2 separate regions of the Zea mays genome follow, and region 1 is linked to region 2. Evidence: chromatin contacts called from public Hi-C data. All regions are on one chromosome and are shown on one strand. Each heading gives the region's core, a stretch centred on a gene start, on an enhancer-like site or on the middle of the called end of the contact. The rest is flanking DNA. Distances are from core to core; before and after follow the strand shown. Region 1 holds the start of LOC103640805 (calcineurin B-like protein 6). Region 2 holds the start of LOC100273787 (putative ACT-domain containing protein kinase family protein).

Region 1 (5,216 bases), core at 1,045-3,544, 210 kb before region 2:
ATACAATTTGAAAGCAACTGCAAGTTAATAGGAAACAAGATCATGGAAGCGAATGATTAGTACGACACGAGCATAATTTCCCAAAATAGGATAAACTGAATTGGTTAACTACATACTCGTTCTAAATAGTTCATCATAGAAAACTTCCCAACCTAAAGATTTTGTATGTGCATGGTAAAGATGCAGGTTGCAGGCCTCGCACTAATATACTCTCTACAAAGCTTATCCCTCCCTACAGAGCCTTAGAAAGTAACAAAATCAAAAGAAACTATTTCTAGTCACAACAAAATGAAGTGGCAGTCCATTTAACCCATGTACCACAGCAGGAAATGTATATTTCAATTTTTACAATGTTCATTATTTTGTCTTCGAAAGGCCATAACATGCATTGCAGCCCCAGCTGCCTATCATGAACAGAAGTGTTTTCATGATATGTATTAAGCACTGACTCATTGTCTTATCTTGAATTAGTATTATCACATATTAAACCCATAACTCGATAATCGGTCACTTATGTAGCGTAATCAAGAATAAATGAATGAATGAATAAAGTTAAGGAAGAAGGCTTACAATCAATTTTGAAATCGATTGGTGCACTCGGATGGAACACAGAAAGGGCTCGAGCAAATTCCTCAAACTCGAGAATTCCATTGTGTTTCGTGTCAAACAAGTCAAATACCTAAGTCAATGAAATGAAAACAAGATACCTTAGTGTTTATTTGAGGTCACTCCAAAAGAAATAGTGAATTTGTAACAAAAAGACAGTTCACATTGAGCATCCCCCTTCCAATGATTGCAGGTGGGTAACTACTAATCGCACATGCAGAAACATTGAAATGTGTTAACAGCTTAACTCATGCCCACAGAGACATATGTGTAAGCATATGATTGAAGCTTAAAAGGCTCAGGGTCTATGATGTCCTATCACTGTTCTAGACAGCTTGGCATAATGTGATTAATGTGAATGTTCATAAAACAAATATTGTACTGTTGATCCTTTCATAAAACACAACTAGAAAAATAATGTGACCCAAATAGCAAAAAAACACAATATATTTGGCAAGAACAGACTGAATTCCATGAAGTTTTCAGCAGTGAGCTTTGGTTTCATGACAACAAAATTTTCACTGACAATATATATAAGGATCCAGTGGGCATACCCGGTCAGCAAACATGCTATCCTTTCTGTTGGTCTTAAACAAGGCTAATTGGAATTCTTCCTGCAGATAATACATCAAAGCTCCAAGAAGAGATCAGAGATAATGACTTCATGGAAACAAAGTTGTCATTCACTGCCACTTCACACCAAGAGCTTAGAACATACAAACCTTGTTAATCAAGCCATCATCAACCACAGCACTGCTAATCTTCTTGAACAGCTCATACAGAGCCTCAATTTCATTCACATTAACTGCAGAATACAGAAAATCCACTGCTGAATAAACGGCAACAGATATGAAAACAAGCATAGAGAGAGTAAAAAGAGCATACAAACAGTTTCTCTAGCCAGGCGTTCGGGGTCCTCGAGGCCCTTTGGCCGATTGGGTATGTCAAGGTCGCAGCACTTGAGCAGGGCAGAGGCGAGCCGTCGAACAAAGTCCACCATTGCACACTCCACGAATATCCAAATCAACACTTCTCCTAGCTGCAAATGACCAAGAAGTGGGTCAGGCCTCAGGGCCTACCACCGTAGCGCACGAGCAATTTCCACGACCGGATGACACCACAACACCCACCCAGTTCCCCCTTCCGATTGGAGCAAAATCCCATAAAAACAGGGAACCAATCACTTCCCCGCTCAGGATCACCAGATCACAGCACAGCTGGAGGCACGCAAATCGTAATCCCGACCGACGCCCCGATACCTCGGACACGGACACGAAACCAAGCTAGAAACGGATCCCGCAGCCGCCAAAACGCCGTCGCAAGCACGCGCCACCGCTGGTCCGCATTCTCTCCGCGGCTCCCGGCTTCTACGCGCGAGAGGCACGGCCACGGGATCCCGCCGCATCGGAGTCCCCGGCCTGAGGAGGGGGGCGAGAGGGGATTCGTGCACGAGAAGAGATCGGTAGCAGGCCTCACCTCATCGGGGATCCTCCTAGTGGATGGAGGCGGGCTATTTGCGCGTGGAGGGTCGGAGGGCGGGGACCGGCGGTGAGAGGTTGCGGGGTCGGGGGGCGGGGAAGTGCGTGGCCGGGGGAAGAGGAAGGGAGCGAATCGCCGGAGGAGGAGCACGTCAGCCTTGTTTAGCTACTAGGTGAGTGAGTGTCCGTGTGACAGAAGATATAATACCACGATAAATTATATATAAAATATTTGTTATACTGTTACTGAAAAAATATTTTATAATCTATTTGTGTCGGTGTTTCGAGACCGGGGGTCCCTGAACCGATGAGTGAGATGTCACCGCGTGCCCTAGCCCAGATGGGTCAGCGTGAGGCCGAGCGCGAAGGGGGGAGGTGAGGCGGCCGGAGACGGGCGTGAGAGAGGTGGAAATCCCGCGGCCTTCGTGTTCGTCCCGCGCCCAGGTCGGGTGCGCTTGCAGTAGGGGGTTACAAGCGTCCACGCGGGAGAGGTAGCGAGCGGCCTCGCGCGAGCGCCTGTCCCGTCCTCGTCCCCGCGCGGCCAACCCTCTATAAGAGGGCCCTAGTCCTTTCTTTTATAGGCGTAAGGAGTGGATCCAGGTGTACAATGGGGGGTAGGGCTGGATATCGAGCCAGCTCGGCTCGGCTCGTTCGAGCTCGAGCTGGCTCGTTAAGCTAACGAGCTGGCTCGGCTCGGCTCGTTAAGATAGCGAGCCACAGAGTCAGCTCGGCTCGGCTCGTTTACGAGCTCGAGCTGGCTCGTTTAGCTCGTGAGCCAGAGCAGAAAAAAATAATATATGTATAACAATGAATTTCTAGTTAATTTTAAGCTAATTTAACAACATAAAATAGTAATTATACTCATAGTTTCACAGACCGTATCAATATAACACCAAATTAACACCACTTATCACTCATCAATTCACTATTCACACACATGTTCAGCAGTTTAACCCACACTTATATTCGCATAAACCAATTTCATACATAGACATAATTCATCAATCATTAGTTTAACTTATAGGTACATATAACATATTCATCAATTGTTACATACATGATATGTATATAGTTTTGTTTTGCTGAAATGTGATAGCTCGTTTAGCTCACGAGCTGGCTCGTTAACAAACCGAGCTGGCTCGTTAAGAAACCGAGCTAGGATGCTAGCTCAGCTCGTGTAAAAATTCAAACGAGCCGATCCGAGCCGAGCCGAGCTAGCCACGAGCCGAGCGAGCCGACGAGCCGCGAGCATTTTGTCCAGCCCTAATGGGGGGTGTAGCAGAGTGCTACGTGTCTAGCGGAGGAGAGCTAGCGCCCTAAGTACATGCCGTCGTGGCAGTCGGAGAGGTTTTGGCACCCGGTTCGTGTGGTGTCGTGGCCGTCGGAGGAGCGCTGGAGCCCGGCGGAAGGACAGCTGTCGGGGCTGTCGAGTCCTTGCTGACGTCCTCTTGCTTCCGTAAGGGGGCTGAGAGCCGCCGTCGTCATAGAGCGTGCGGGGCGCCATCATTGCCTATCTGGCGGAGCGAGCCAGATGGGACGCCGGTCTTGTTCCCCGTAGCCTGAGTCAGCTTGGGGTAGGGTAATGATTGCGCCTTCTGTCGACGTGGTCGGTCCGCGCCCTAGGTTGGGCGATGTGGAGGCTCCTCCGAGGTCGAGGTCGAGTCTGTCTTCCGTGGTCGTGGTCGAGTCCGAGCCCTTGGGTCGGGCGAGGCGGAGACCGTCGGCTGAGGCCAGGGCTGAGTCCGAGCCCTGGGGTCGGGAGAAGCGGAGTTCGTCGTCTTCTGGGGCTGAGCCTGAGTCCGAGCCCTGGGTCGGGCGGAGCGGAGTTCGCCGTCTTCCGGGGCTGAGCCCGAGTCCGAGCCCTGGGTCGGGCGGAGCGGAGTTCGCCGTCTTCCGGGGCTGAGCCCGAGTCCGAGCCCTGGGTCGGGCGGAGCGGAGTTCGCCGTCTTCCGGGGCTGAGCCCGAGTCCGAGCCCCTGGTCAGGCGGAGCGGAGCTTCCTATGGTGCCTGAGGTCGGGCCTGACTGCCTGTCAGCCTCACTCTGTCGAGCGGCACAGCAGTCGGGGCGGCGCAGGCGGCGCTGTCCTTTTGTCAGGTCGGTCAGCGGAGCGGCGAAGTGACTGCGGTCACTTCGGCTCTGTCGACTGGAGGACGCGTGTCAGGATAAAGGTGTCAGGCCACCTTTGCATTAAATGCTCCTGCGATCTGGTCGGTTGGCGCGGCGATTTGGTCAGGGTTGCTTCTTGGCAAAGACAGGGCCTCGGGCGAGCCGGAAGTATGCTCCTCGCTGGAGGGGGACCTCGGGCGAGACGTAAATCTCCCGGGGTCGGCTGCCCTTGTCCGAGGCTAGGCTCGGGCGAGGCGTGATCGAGTCCCTCGAATGGACCGATCCCTGACTTAATCGCACCCATCAGGCCTTTGCAGCTTTATGCTGATGGGGGTTACCAGCTGAGAATTAGGAGACTTGAGGGTATCCCTAATTATGGTCCCCGACAGTAGCCCCCGAGCCTCGAAGGGAGTGTTAGCACTCGCTTGGAGGCTTTCGTCGCACTTTTTTGCAAGGGGACCAGCCTTGCTCGGTTGCGTTTTGTTTCGGTGGGTGCGCGCGAGCGCACCCGCCGGGTGTAGCCCCCGAGGGCTCGGAGGAGTGGTTTGACTCCTCCGAGGTCTTAATGCCTCGCGTAATGCTTCGGCCGGTCTGGTCGTTCCCTCATGCGAGCTGGCCGTAGCCCGGGTGCACGGTCGGGTTCCAAGTTCTCGGGATGGTATGTTGACGCTGTCAACGGTTTGGCCGGAGCTGGGTTTGCGAGAGCAGCCCCCGAGCCTCTGCACAGGGCGAGAGGGCGATCAGGGACAGACTCGACTTTTTTACATACGCCCCTGCGTCGCCTTTTCGCAAGGAGGAGGGGGGAAAGCGCCATGTTTCCCTCGGTGGGCGCCGAACATGGTGTCTCCGGTGAGCTGCTGGAGGGTAATCCGAGCGGACGTCCGTGCCCCATTTGCTAGGGGTCGGCTAGAGGCCCAGAGGCGCGCCCAAAAGTACCTGCGGGTGATCTGCCGGACCCGGTCCCCTGTCGACGGGGTCCGAGGGCTCGATGCCTCCCTCTGATGGGATTCCATTACAAGATCGTT
Region 2 (5,594 bases), core at 2,621-5,120:
GCCCCTTTTGATAATTGTTTTGTTTGTTCTATATTCTCCTTAACAAGTGCTATGTGCCAAGGCAAAATTTAGCTATGTGTTCTCCAAATATACTTGTTCTCCGTCAATGATTACATATACTTGTTCTCCATTAGTGCCTTCTGATTCACTATTATTTGTGTTGTTTAGGTTATTGCTATGCACCACACCTCTTTCCTTAGATTATTTACTCTACCTGGTATGGTGACCGCCTTAGAATTAATGTGTTAAATAATTAGGCACATTCATGTTGAATTCTGATCGGTGTTTATTTCAGCTATGGCAAAACTAATGTGCTACTGAATATATATATATATAAAGGTCACTGGAAATTCTAGAAAATAACAAATTATTATTTCAGAAGTGGTTGAACAGAAATGTTACCTTCTCTAATTGTTGATCATACATATGATGTTAAGCAGAAAAAAACAGACACCAAGTATGTCCAACTGTGTTCAGTAAAAACACGGATAGAAGGTGAAGCCCCATGACTCTCAGGTTCCCTTTGTTATATGAATCAGCAGCAGAAGATTATAGTATATCAATTAGAAAATTAAACAAATAAGCAATTAGAAACTTACATAACTATCTATAAGTTTTCGAAGTCCCAAGTCAAGTGGCCTCCTCTTGTTCCCAATCCCCTCAATGGAGATGAAGCTACGGGGGCGACTTGCCAGCCAGCCTGGCGGACAGTGTCCTCCATGTTACCCTCGGCACACAGATAGGCACGCATGGCCTTGAACGGGCCTGGGAACAGCTCGACCACACGCAAATAAAAATCCAGGGACACCAGCACATCGTACTACCCAAGTGCAGTGGCCTCCTCTAGATGAAGTGGACGGGGATGAAGTAGTATGTCCAGGCACACCACCACATCGTACCACAGGAGTGGGCGGGGATGAAGAAGCGGGCGTGGGCACGCAGAATAGGATGAGGATGGGGACGGGCCACCAAACACAGATCTGACCTGACCCAAGTGCGTACAACGATGGAGATCATGGGCGAGGATGGTTAAGACGCGGCGGCGGAGATCCGGGGCAAGCCTGGGTGGGGGCGTGCAGATGAGGATGAGGACGGGGATGGGCCACCAAATGCAGATCTGACCTGACCCAAGTGCGGACGGCGGCGGAGATCACGAGCTTGGGTGGTGAAGACGTGGCGATGGAGATCGCGGGAGAGCGTGGGCGGGGGAATGACGCGCGTGGTTGACGGGGGCGGGGGCACGGTGTAGTTGTGGACGCCCTCGTTAGGCTCATATAGAATAGTAGAGATTAGTGGATTAGGGTGTGGACATGCATCAAATCCATCGCTGAAGTGGAATGCAAAGCGTACAGCTCAAGCGGATGTCGGATCAGAAGCTAAAATAAACAGCTAGCTTTTTTTGGTTTAGCTCTTCGAAAGCGAGGAGCTCAGAAAAGTTTAGCTTACATGAAAAGCTGGAAAAACTGATTTTATGAGCTCTCTATAATTTTTCGAGTTTAGTAAACTAATAACATTGTTGAAAAATTATCATTGGCTTCTCGGAAGAAGAAAAAACCTACAATAACTTTTCGAAAAAGCTTCAAAAGCTACGACTCAAACAAACACTGACCCTAGTATTTGTCGACACTACATATTGATGTGATGAACTCATCCCACAAAATAAACTATGATCGTTTCAGAGGGATGGAAGCATTTAAAAAGCAGAAAAACCCCATACAGACTAAACTTCCACACAAACCTCACCAGACACTTAACCATCAAACACAAACAGTACAGAACCCAAGGTTAGCATCCCATCTCTCAAGTAAAATAATAACCTCTTAAGGCAATCCCAATTTCACAGCCGCATTAACACAACATTCTCCCACAACATCAGAACACATACAAGGTGAAACTAATGATAGTTCAAAACCAGAACGGAAGAAATTTAAAACCTGTAGTATTTCTGGCGTCCCAAACTATGAACTATCTAAGCGACTCAGCATAAAAAACCATCATTTTCTTGGGTCAAAAATAAAATCAGACTTTGTATCTCATGTGAAGGCAACTTCTGGGTACAATATGATATCTGTAATCTAATATTAAAACTTGCAGTGAATACCATGTGGGAGATATTCCTAAGCAATAAGGCCCAGTTCAAAAGCACACTATATAACAGATCATGAAGTGACACATATCACAACACTCGGCAAACATTTAGCATTTATGTTCCCTACTATGAAGAATATTGGTTAATTCCTCTATTTCTAAAATACTTTATCAATCGGTTTTGGAGAATACTACTATATAATACTACTAACCAATTTAGATCATTCCTTTGAGATACGCACTAGAATGTTAAATACAGAAATGCTTAGCAGACCAACATAGAAGACTGTCACAAAATGGAAGTGGACGTGCCTTCATGTACCTCCCGACTTGCCTCAGGAGCCAGATTGGTGCCCTCTCGACCTTTTTCCCTCTGATTGCGCTCACCAGCAGTGGCTCCTCCACCGTCCCGGGCGATGCCTCCTCCATTACCGTCTCTGAACCGCACCATCACGTCAAAAAGAGCAGCTAAATTAACTTCTCAGCCCAAGCCTCGCAACCTGTGAGCAGAAGAGAAGAAGATTCACCTCTGACAGCGCTGTAGCGGTCACTCGCTCGCTTTATGCATCTAGGCTCGGCGCGGACGAACCTACCGTGGAAGAGGGAGGTGGACGACAGCGAGAGTGGCTGTCACATTTGGCATCGCGCTGTCCAGCACCGACAGAAGCCCAACCCCCTTGCTTCCGCCTCTACGGCCGTGCTGGTGGCGGTGGAGGACTCCAGATCTAGAACCGAGAGCCACGGACAGATGTGCTGGAGATAACACGAAGCGACACATGGGAGGAGAGTGGGGATGGTTTGGAGGCCTCGCCTCTCTCCATCCTCAAAATAGTAGTCGATTGAGGCGGGGAAGGGAGCACGGTGCATGCCATGGCCGCCAAGTATGGAAGGGGACGCGCCTTCCATGGCCATGGATCTCGCCTTCCATGGTCGTGGATCTCACCTTCCATGTCCACATCGGGTGCCCGCATGCACGCGCGTCCGGGGTCGAGCGAGCGTGCGGGCCACCGGGAGGGGTCAGGTCGGGCGCGGGGACGCGTGCAAGCGGGCGGCGGCGCGGGGGCGCGTGGGGCTGGCGGGGGCACGGTGAAGCCGGGTGGACGCCCTCGGTAGCTACTTATGGTGTAGTAGAGATTTACAGTAGGGGTTCTCCCCTCCTGGACTTTCAATAAAAATGTGAGAGCCTCGTTGTTTAGGCCGACATAAGATACATGATGGCCCTCCCGATCGATTCTGGTGACATAAGGCATTACTACTAAGTGCTTGTTCAGTTATGTCTGTATTGAAGTGGAGTGAGGGTGGCCTAAAGAGGGACAAGACTGAACAGATATAAAAGTCCCTAAAAATACGTCATGATCAACTTGCTATACTACTTAAATAAATATAGCCCTAATAGCATTAGAGTGCCGGCACTACTTAATGATATCCCTTCCGATCGTTGTTCTTACCCATTTCACGCCATGAATCATTGCTACTTAAAGAAGCGCGGGCCCATCAGAAAACCTGCAAAGACAACTTCGTGGCGTGCACGTAGCAGCAGTGCACTGTGCAGCAGCCCCTTCAACCTTCATCCCTGTTCGTGCAGTCGGTGTCCTCCATACACCACGTGCACTGTTTCCCTCTCACTGCCACCGGGGCCTACGGCGCATAGCGAAATCCAAGGGCCCTCTTCTTCGACACATTCTCCTCTCAGAGGGATGACTTGAAAAGACGTCGTTGCCCTTGGAACAGCCTCGTATTCTCTTCCTCATACCTCGCGCGTTAAAAAACCTCCTTCGTCTCCTGGTCTGTGTCCCACACTCCTATCCTTCTCGCCTTCGACTGCCCAGAGCGCCCAGCGCCCGCGACGCTTCTAGAACACGCGACGCGGGCGAGCGCGCTGGCGGGTGGGCGAGGCAAAACTAAGGAGGCGGGAGGGGCGGCGATGCGGGGCAGGTGACGCTGCGGCGCGGCGTGGGGGATGGTGGCGGCGGAGGGTGGGCCCGGCGGGGCCGTCGAGGAGGGCGTCGGGGAGAGCTCGTCCCCGCCGCGCGAGGACGCCGTCCCAGCGCCCGCCGGCTCCGGCGGGAGCGGGGGCAGCGGAGGCGCCCGCGAAATCTGTGCCCAGGTGCTCGACCGCCTCGTCGCCGACGGCTACGCGGAGGCGTCCGACCCCGAGTTCCGCGACAGGCTCGCCGCCCATTTCGGCCGGCTCCCGCACAGGTGCTGATCCATTACCTCGGCCTGCCGCATCCTAGGCCTTCGCTTGCCGTGGTGTAGGCTTTACATGCCCTGGTTGCGGAAATCTGTGCTCATTGTTTCGGTCAAGGAGGGTAGCGTGCTCGTTTCGGGTTTCAGATTTTGGGTGTCGGCATGGCGAAGCTTAGTGGTGAGCTTCGTTTTAGGTGTGAATTTTTGTATCATGTTGACCTTTTGGTTAGCTTCCGTGCTCTCACTGCTGCTTCCGTGTTTGATGTGCTAAGAGACTGTTGTTTGACTTGGCAATTGGATCGGACATCACTCGGTACTGTTTGCTTGAGGACTGGATGAATTTACAATTTTACACTACTTTAGTGTTCGAACGGTACCTAGCAGCCATGCCTGGCTCGATGTTGATCTGGTGTGCTCTGTGATTAAGCTAACGTTGGAAGTAAATGGAGTGAGCAGGGTTTCTTAGAATCATCTGCTGGCTCACACCCTTCCGGAAAAAAAGGAAAGCTTTCATCCTCGTTCTGAACTGTTGTCTTTACCTGTATAAAAAGTGAAATTCCAAAGCGTCTCTTTTAGATCTATAGCCGCAAAATTTCTCAAGATAGTAAATATGCTTACAAACAAATATGTTCCAGATCGTAGCGTGGATTAACAATTGCATACTAGCCCTTAGTCTTGTAGTTATCCCTTATTCCCTTGTATTGAACACATAGTCAGTCTTATCCCTTAGTCTTGTAGCTTGCCTCTGTATTCTTCCCGGGTGGGGTAGACTGGTAGTTCACTTTTATCATATTCAAAGGAAGCTGGTAGCTGCAGTCTCTGTTTCCACATTAGGATTGCTATATGACAATTAATTAATTCTTCCGTTGTCTTACTTGTATAATCAATTAATCATGAAGCTAACAATAACATTGGTTCTTCTTTTGTTTTCTCATACCGTAGCTATCAGCTGGATATCAATGTTGACAAAGCATCCGATGTCTTGGTCCACCAGAACGTCTTAGCGGAAGCAAAGGATCCTGATAGGCGCCCTGCATTCTATGTCCGTTTCTTGAGGGTAAAGTTCTGCAATAAACTACTATCTGCTATATGATAGCAGTAGCTACTTTAGTGGCTAGTGGTTTCAATTTATTTTATTGTTACCGAAGTTTAGTTTCGGAAAAGAACAGGAAAGCTAAACCTCACTCAAGTGATTTGAAGCCTCCCCTCACTCGATTTTTTTTTCAGTCAATCAATGAACGCCACAACGGTGGCTTCACCAACCCCTTTGAAACTAGGGTCAGGGTTGGGGGTTTGGGCCTTACCTGTGGCCTCCG

Evidence for each region. A called contact is a pair of places that touch in the nucleus more often than the background predicts.
Region 1: a Hi-C map of leaf shows a contact between it and region 2, with 7 times the contacts expected there. The contact joins the promoter of LOC103640805 here to the promoter of LOC100273787 in region 2. A contact is called at or near these places in 3 of 25 Hi-C or Micro-C datasets (all in leaf).

The regions. Positions count from the first base shown.
Region 1 is chr10:7,689,938-7,695,153 of Zm-B73-REFERENCE-NAM-5.0, forward strand. It overlaps LOC103640805 (calcineurin B-like protein 6), which reads right to left and starts at 2,295. Exons shown (of 9, transcript XM_008664277.4): 1 at 2,083-2,295; 2 at 1,492-1,645; 3 at 1,329-1,411; 4 at 1,161-1,220; 5 at 571-679; 6 at 1-17. The coding sequence starts at 1,606.
Region 2 is chr10:7,899,515-7,905,108 of Zm-B73-REFERENCE-NAM-5.0, forward strand. It overlaps LOC100273787 (putative ACT-domain containing protein kinase family protein), which reads left to right and starts at 3,871. Exons shown (of 15, transcript NM_001148189.3): 1 at 3,871-4,290; 2 at 5,221-5,335. The coding sequence starts at 4,049.